2 separate regions of the Mus musculus genome follow, and region 2 is linked to region 1. A link is a contact called in public Micro-C data. All regions are on one chromosome and are shown on one strand. Each heading gives the region's core, a stretch centred on a gene start, on an enhancer-like site or on the middle of the called end of the contact. The rest is flanking DNA. Distances are from core to core; before and after follow the strand shown. Region 1 holds the start of Twist2 (twist basic helix-loop-helix transcription factor 2). Region 2 holds the start of Hes6 (hairy and enhancer of split 6).

Evidence for each region. A called contact is a pair of places that touch in the nucleus more often than the background predicts.
Region 2: a Micro-C map of embryonic stem cells shows a contact between it and region 1, with 2.1 times the contacts expected there. The contact joins the promoter of Hes6 here to the promoter of Twist2 in region 1. A contact is called at or near these places in 1 of 39 promoter capture datasets (embryonic stem cells), 5 of 484 Hi-C or Micro-C datasets (embryonic fibroblasts, embryonic stem cells and stem cell-derived neural progenitor cells), 1 of 115 datasets of contacts at active chromatin or transcription factors (the NIH/3T3 cell line) and 1 of 9 other capture datasets (pancreatic islet).

Annotation. Positions count from the first base shown.
Region 1 is chr1:91,799,516-91,802,843 of GRCm38.p6, reverse strand. Twist2 (twist basic helix-loop-helix transcription factor 2) reads right to left here and starts at 1,383. Exons shown (of 2, transcript NM_007855.3): 1 at 695-1,383. The coding sequence starts at 1,217. The coding sequence ends at 735.
Region 2 is chr1:91,411,442-91,414,718 of GRCm38.p6, reverse strand. Hes6 (hairy and enhancer of split 6) reads left to right here and starts at 1,497. Exons shown (of 4, transcript NM_019479.3): 1 at 1,497-1,662; 2 at 1,740-1,826; 3 at 1,917-1,998; 4 at 2,237-3,236. The coding sequence starts at 1,582. The coding sequence ends at 2,661.

The sequences.
Region 1 (3,328 bases), core at 134-2,633:
GCTTGCAGGCAGCCAGAGACTCCAAGCCGCTACATCCACCCAGGCCTGGGCGCTTGAGGGTTCCATACTTTTGGGGCGACAAGGGTCTACTGCATTCTTGGCGCCCAGAGATTTGCTCCTCTGTGAACCTGGAGCCCCAGCGCTGAACAGAAACCTCTCTGCCGCGCCAGGGGCCAGCATCATCTTACGTACTGAGCCGGCTAGGGCTTGAACGCCCTAGCATCCAAGGCGCGGGCCGGAACTGCGGATCAGAAAGAGCGGATTGTCTGTACCACGCGTGGGCTCCTCAGCTCCATAGAATGAGCGCGAGGCAACAGGTCGGCCACAACCCAGCGGGCATCGCATCTCCTGGCCTCCGCTGGCCTAAGGAAGACGTTTTGACAACCGCTCCCCACAGAGTCACCCACAGATACCCATCCACCAAAAATGAAAAGTGACCATTTGTCCAATAAGTGTATTTGGACCCTGATGGGGAACCACAGGCGGGTGGATTCCGAACGGATACCCTTGGCAAAAGACCTTGGGCGTGCCCCCGGGGTAGGAGAGTTTTCTCAGGTCGCGCCAACCCTTGCAGGGTGAGGAAGCTCACCCCATCCCTGTGCGGTTGCCTGAGGTACCTTCACGAGGAGAGATACACTGGCCCGTCCGCCCACCCACCCGTGCGTCGTGGATGCCCACCACACGCAGCACCTACCCTGGCTTGCGGCTCCGGAGGTGGATGGCACGGCGCGGCGCTAGTGGGAGGCGGACATGGACCACGCGCCCTCCATGCGCCACACGGAGAAGGCGTAGCTGAGACGCTCGTGAGCCACGTAGCTGCAGCTGGTCATCTTATTGTCCATCTCGTCGCTCTGGAGAACCTGGTAGAGGAAGTCTATGTACCTGGCGGCCAGCTTGAGCGTCTGGATCTTGCTGAGCTTGTCAGAGGGGAGCGTGGGGATGATCTTGCGCAGCGCGGCGAAGGCCTCGTTGAGCGACTGGGTGCGCTGGCGCTCGCGCACGTTGGCCAGGATGCGCTGGCTCTGCAGCTCCTCGAAAGACTGCGCGCTCGGGCTGCCCTTCTTGCCGCGCTTACCCGGGGTCGGGCTGCCATCTTCGCTCGATTTCTTGCTGTAGCGCCGCTTCCGGCCGAAGCGCTTGGGCTGCCTCTCCAGCTCTTCCTCACTGGTGCCCAGACTGTCCACGGGGGACACCGGCGAGCTGGAGCCCTCCTCCATGGCGCCCGCCCGGCGCGCGTGGGGCTGGGGGGCGCCGAGCGCACGCCACTGGCCAAGCCCGCGGCCGCCGAGCACAGGCTCCCGGGTCGCTCTCAAAGGCTCTGATTTCGAGGCCGGCTTGTGCAAAACCGAGGTCTCCGGGAGAGGAAGTTATTCTAACTTTTTTGGAAACTCTATCCCGGCTGGGTTGCTAAATAGCTGTCAGGAGCGAGGGCGGCGCGCTGATTGGCCACCGTGGCCAGGGGCAGGACAAATTCTGGGGCCTTCGCCGGCCGCCCCCGCCCCCCCCCCCCCCCCCGGGCGGCACTTTCAGTTTTGTCTCCGCTTTTTTCGGCCCTGACTGTGGCCCGCATCTCGGAGGCCAGATCCGCGCGCTCAGCCTGCGCTCCTACCCCAGGCGCGGGCCGCTAATCAGCGGTGCTGACCTCTAAGTTCAACGGTGCCTGCCTTTGTCTGAGTCTCCTGGAGCAGATTTGGCCCTGCCAGGGTTCAGGGTCTCTGCGAGGGGTGGAGGAGGCAAGTCCAAGCCCAGATGTGCTCCGTGGACCAAGGACGCAGCTGGGAGCCTCTTGGGGCGCGCACTGAGACCTCCGGCGTCTGCAACGCGATCCTGCCCGCAGTGAGTGGAGCTGTGCAGGCAGAGTGCCACGACCCGGGGCAGGGCAGATACTCGCCTGTTGGCAGAGATGTCCACCCCCACGATCTCGCCTCTAGGATCTATAGAGACGCCGCCCGGCTCGGGCCAGTATGCAAGTTGGAGATCCTTTTTCAATCCCGATTTTCTGGGCTACTTCAGCCTGGACACGTTTTCAGAACCTGCCCCCTAAATGCTTTATAGCTTAGGCATCACAGCGAGCCTCTGCGGGAGCGCCCATGTGCCCGCCATGCCTGCCTACCTGACCTTGCCCTGAGTGTTGGATCCCGGTTTGGGGTTCAGCCTCAGCCTCTGTACTGTGCTTCACTTGCAGGCGGGTGGTGGGCCCAGAACACTGAGACTAGGGAGAGGCTGAACCTGTCTGAAGTCCCCTGCCCTGGGCACTGATGGGCAGGGCAGGAGGGCTCAGGATTGCAGAACATTGGGCCAGGCCTTGGTGAACAGACATCACGGATCCCGGCCCTTTGCCATCTGGACTCTGAGCGCCGAGCGCCAGCCAGCGCGTTTGAAGTGCTTGGGGTCTCTTTGTTCGCCAGGCCGCTCTAGCTGGGGCCTGGAGGTGGTTTACAGCTTCCTTGCCTTTGAACCTATTCCCAGGTGACCCGGGCTCAACTAGGCCAGGCTTGAGCATGGCTGTCAGAGAAGCCCTGTGATCAAGGGCTAACTAGGTCTTATTGAAGTTGAACCTGAGGCCAGAGACTGCTACAGCCTCAGCCACTCCTGGGGGCAGTGGGGAGGGCCCCCGATGTGGGGCCCTCGGGTTGAGACCACTGTCTAAGGAGCTGGAAGAGCTGTGTATGCCACTTCTTGCCCCCTCACCAAAGGCCTGGGCTCTCCACCTTTGGGGACATGCAACACGCACCACTGGAACAATGCTCTGTGGAGAGCAGGCCCACTCACAGAGGACTGTCACAGCTCTGTGGCTCCTTAAACATTCTCAGGCTTCAGAAGGGTAGTTAAAGGTCTCCTTCAGCCACAGTGCCCATTGCCAGGCTGACTTGCCTTCTGGGAAGGCCACATTTTATCCAATGTCCCTTTCCTTCATCTTTTAAAAATTCAAAGTTCCTTTAAGGACCAAAAAACCGCATCCAGATCCCAGCTTCCTGCCTGCATGAGACGGCCTTTCCTGGGACTTCCGGGTGGAAGGCATAGGGTGCAGGCATGCTGGGTCACGTTTGGGTGTATCACTCAAACGGGTGAGGCATCTCCTGACCTGGATCCCCTTTAAAGTCCGGCTTAAATAAATAAATCAGGTGATACTGTCCTCCCTCTGTAACCAAAGGGTGTTTTCCCAACAGAAGCCTTCTGGTGCCCAGCCCAGCAGCCACCCCCTCCCCTGTGTCTGTGTTTCTCTTTCTCACTGTCTTCTCCTCTCCCCTCCTCCCTTCCTCCACCAGGCAGAGGTCATAGTTGAGAGGGAAAGGAAAACAGCCCAGCCAAGAAGCCTGGTAGGTCT
Region 2 (3,277 bases), core at 248-2,747, 390 kb after region 1:
ACCAATGGAGTCTAAGCCACTTGGCTAATGGAGTCACTAAAATAAAATAAATTGATGCCTGCTTGTACTTTCCCTTCCTCAAAGGTCTTCCAGCCAGGCTGACTGAAGCACCAGTTACCAAGACCTCAACGGTGCCCAGGCAGGCAGCCACTGAAGTGCTTAGTGGTGTCCAGGCCTAAGGATGGAGTATGTAAAGGCTGATTAGGAGCTGGCTCCTTGTCCTGGCTCTAAAGCAGCAGCCGAAATCCAAGAACGCTGGAGCAGAGCCAGGGGTTCCGAGGGGGCGCGCGCGCGCGCACACACACACACACACACACACACACACACACACACACCCCTCCCGCGGCGAGGCAGGGCCGGCAGATGGACCGCCGACGACGCGGGGCTTGGGCGTCTGGCCGACACAGGCGTGCCTGTTGCAGCCTGCAGGACAAAGCCAGCTAGACAAAGGCGCGGCCAACACCTGTCGCTCCTGGCCGGCCTGCCGCTTTTCTCTGCGGAAGCGGCTGCAGCTGCCAACTGTCACGGGCATCAAGTTACTGGGGCCAGACAGCAGCCTCGGCCTGCAGGAACCAAGAATAGAAGGGGGAGGAGCTGAGAGGGACTGGGGGTAGTGGGGATGGGGGACTCTAAGGGGACTCGCGGGGAAGGGAGGTGAGCGTGGAGAGGGGTTGGGGAACAGGGATGTGTGAGACCACCGCAAAGAGGATGCGGAGGAACTAGAGGGAAATGAGAGGCGCTTAGGCGGGTACGGGGTGATGAACAAGGAAGGAGAAGCTTGACTGGGGGCAGTTGGGGTGGGGTTAAAATAGACAAGGTAGTGGTTGGGTAAGTGACTTAGAGCACAGAGAAATAGAGATTTAGTAAGAACGACCGCGGACCTTGGAGTAAGAAGGTTATAGGTGTCTTAATGGGTCCAAAAGGACACACAAGGGTCCTGTTCCTGCTGCTAAATTGGCTCGTACTTTCCCCGGACTTTGCACTCTCGCCACCGGTGACCCGAAGCCCCTTCCAGGTCCCGAGGTCACGGACTTGACTTTGGCACTGCCCTGTCTGAAGTCAGCTCTGGGACTGGAGCGCTATTCTCGAGAGCACTTTTGGTGAACCAAGGGAAGCAAATGCCCTGTAGGAATGGATGGGTGAAGAGGTGGGTGGAAGGGCGGCATGGATAGATATACGGACCGAAGGATGTATAGCTAAGTCCGAGCTTACAGGCAGGCAGGTCTGGCCTCATAACTCAGCGAAAGGAAGTACAAGCACACCAGCAAGAGAGAAGCCGGAGGTCACTGCCCAGGAGTCCTGCCCGGCCTAAGTGGCAGGAGGTCTGGCTGTGGGCTCCGCCCCGCCAGCTGCCAGAGACCCGCGGGGCCTGACAAAGCGCGCCGCTCTCATTGGCTACAGGCTGCCTCACGGCTGGCCTCTCCGACCACGCACAGCCAATCGGTGCATTGACATGTAAATAAGTTGCTATAAAATGGGCGGGGTCCCGCGGGCCGGAAGACTCCGGAGAGCTAGTGGGGCCTCCGGGCTGCGACCCACCTCGCTGAGTAGTTTGCACTAGGGCGCCGGGCTCCGTAGACCATGGCTCCGTCCCAGGCGCCCAGCCGGGACCGTGCAGGCCAGGAGGATGAGGACCGCTGGGAAGCACGGGGGGACCGCAAGGTGCGGACAGGGGCTACGGGTGGATGGGCTTGGGGGAGGTTGCGCGGGCCAGGGGGCTCAGTAGCCGCTTCCCACAGGCCCGGAAGCCCCTGGTGGAGAAGAAGCGACGCGCACGGATCAACGAGAGTCTTCAGGAGCTGCGGCTGCTGCTGGCCGGTACCGAGGTGCGACGGGAAAGGTGCAGGGGGGAGGGGGACCTTCAGGGTGCACCCCGAAGCGCACGGCCGGACTCAACTCCCTTCCCCTCTGCGCAGGTGCAGGCCAAGCTAGAGAACGCCGAGGTTCTGGAGCTGACCGTGAGGCGCGTGCAGGGCGCGCTGCGAGGCCGGGCGCGCGGTGAGTGGCGGCGGGGATCGAGGGCGGGGGCGCTGACCGGGCACGCCTGCCACCCAACAGCGGGACACGTCGGCTCCCGGAGCCCCGGTCCTATCCATGGCAAGGGCTTCCCCCAGAACGGGACACGCTACTGTGTCTCCTGGGTGAGCCCCGAACCCGCGGAGCGGATCGTCCGAGCCACGATAGTCACTGCTCACGGTGCGGGACGCTGCTCTCTTCTTCCCACCCTCCTGCACAGAGCGGGAGCAGCTGCAGGCTGAAGCAAGCGAGCGCTTCGCTGCTGGCTACATCCAGTGCATGCATGAGGTGCACACGTTCGTGTCCACGTGCCAAGCCATCGATGCCACTGTCTCAGCTGAACTCCTGAACCACCTGCTAGAATCCATGCCGCTGCGTGAGGGTAGCAGCTTTCAGGATCTGCTGGGGGACTCCCTAGCTGGGCTGCCTGGAGGCTCTGGGAGGAGCAGCTGGCCTCCAGGAGGGTCCCCAGAATCCCCATTGTCCAGTCCCCCAGGTCCCGGGGACGACCTGTGTTCTGACCTAGAGGAGATCCCAGAGGCTGAACTAAACCGGGTGCCTGCTGAGGGGCCGGATTTGGTGTCTACATCCTTAGGCAGCCTGACTGCAGCTCGCCGGGCTCAGAGTGTGTGGAGGCCTTGGTGACCAACACTTACCAGGGACCTGTGAATGGTGGCTGCCATCCTTAAGTTTGCTTCCTCCCTGGGTATCAGATAAGGTGGAGACAGCTCAGGATGCCCCCCAGGTATGCCCTCCCCACTCTCCAACAGATGACTTGAATGACAACCCTAATGGCCAGGCCCTGCAGGTCCCTAGCACTATTTTTTCGTGGACCCTAGAGCTCTGGATGGTGGCTGGGGGGCCAGGGGGTGCACTAAAGAAAGACAGGAGACTTTTGGAGAGCTGCCAGGGCTCCCTCGTGTTCACCTCTCCCTGCCTTTTGGGCATTCTGAGGATCTAGGGCAGAAGTGGCCAATCTTGAGACTGAGCATTAGGGTCCTGGGCAGGGACACACAGGCCACAGCAATCCTGACCTGAAAGGAAGTTCAGATTTGCTACTTTGGCTATGAGACCAGGGGAGGCGGGCATATTCTGCGGTCACTGAAGCTGCTCCTCGTTTGTAACACAGTTGCGCGCGTGTGAGTTTGGTTGCCATCCCATCGATGCTCCAACCGAATTAAATAAAGAACTTTGGAGTTAGTTGCTCCTGGTGTACTGTCATTGATGTGTCCAATGTGTGAATGTTCAACTGCATCCAACA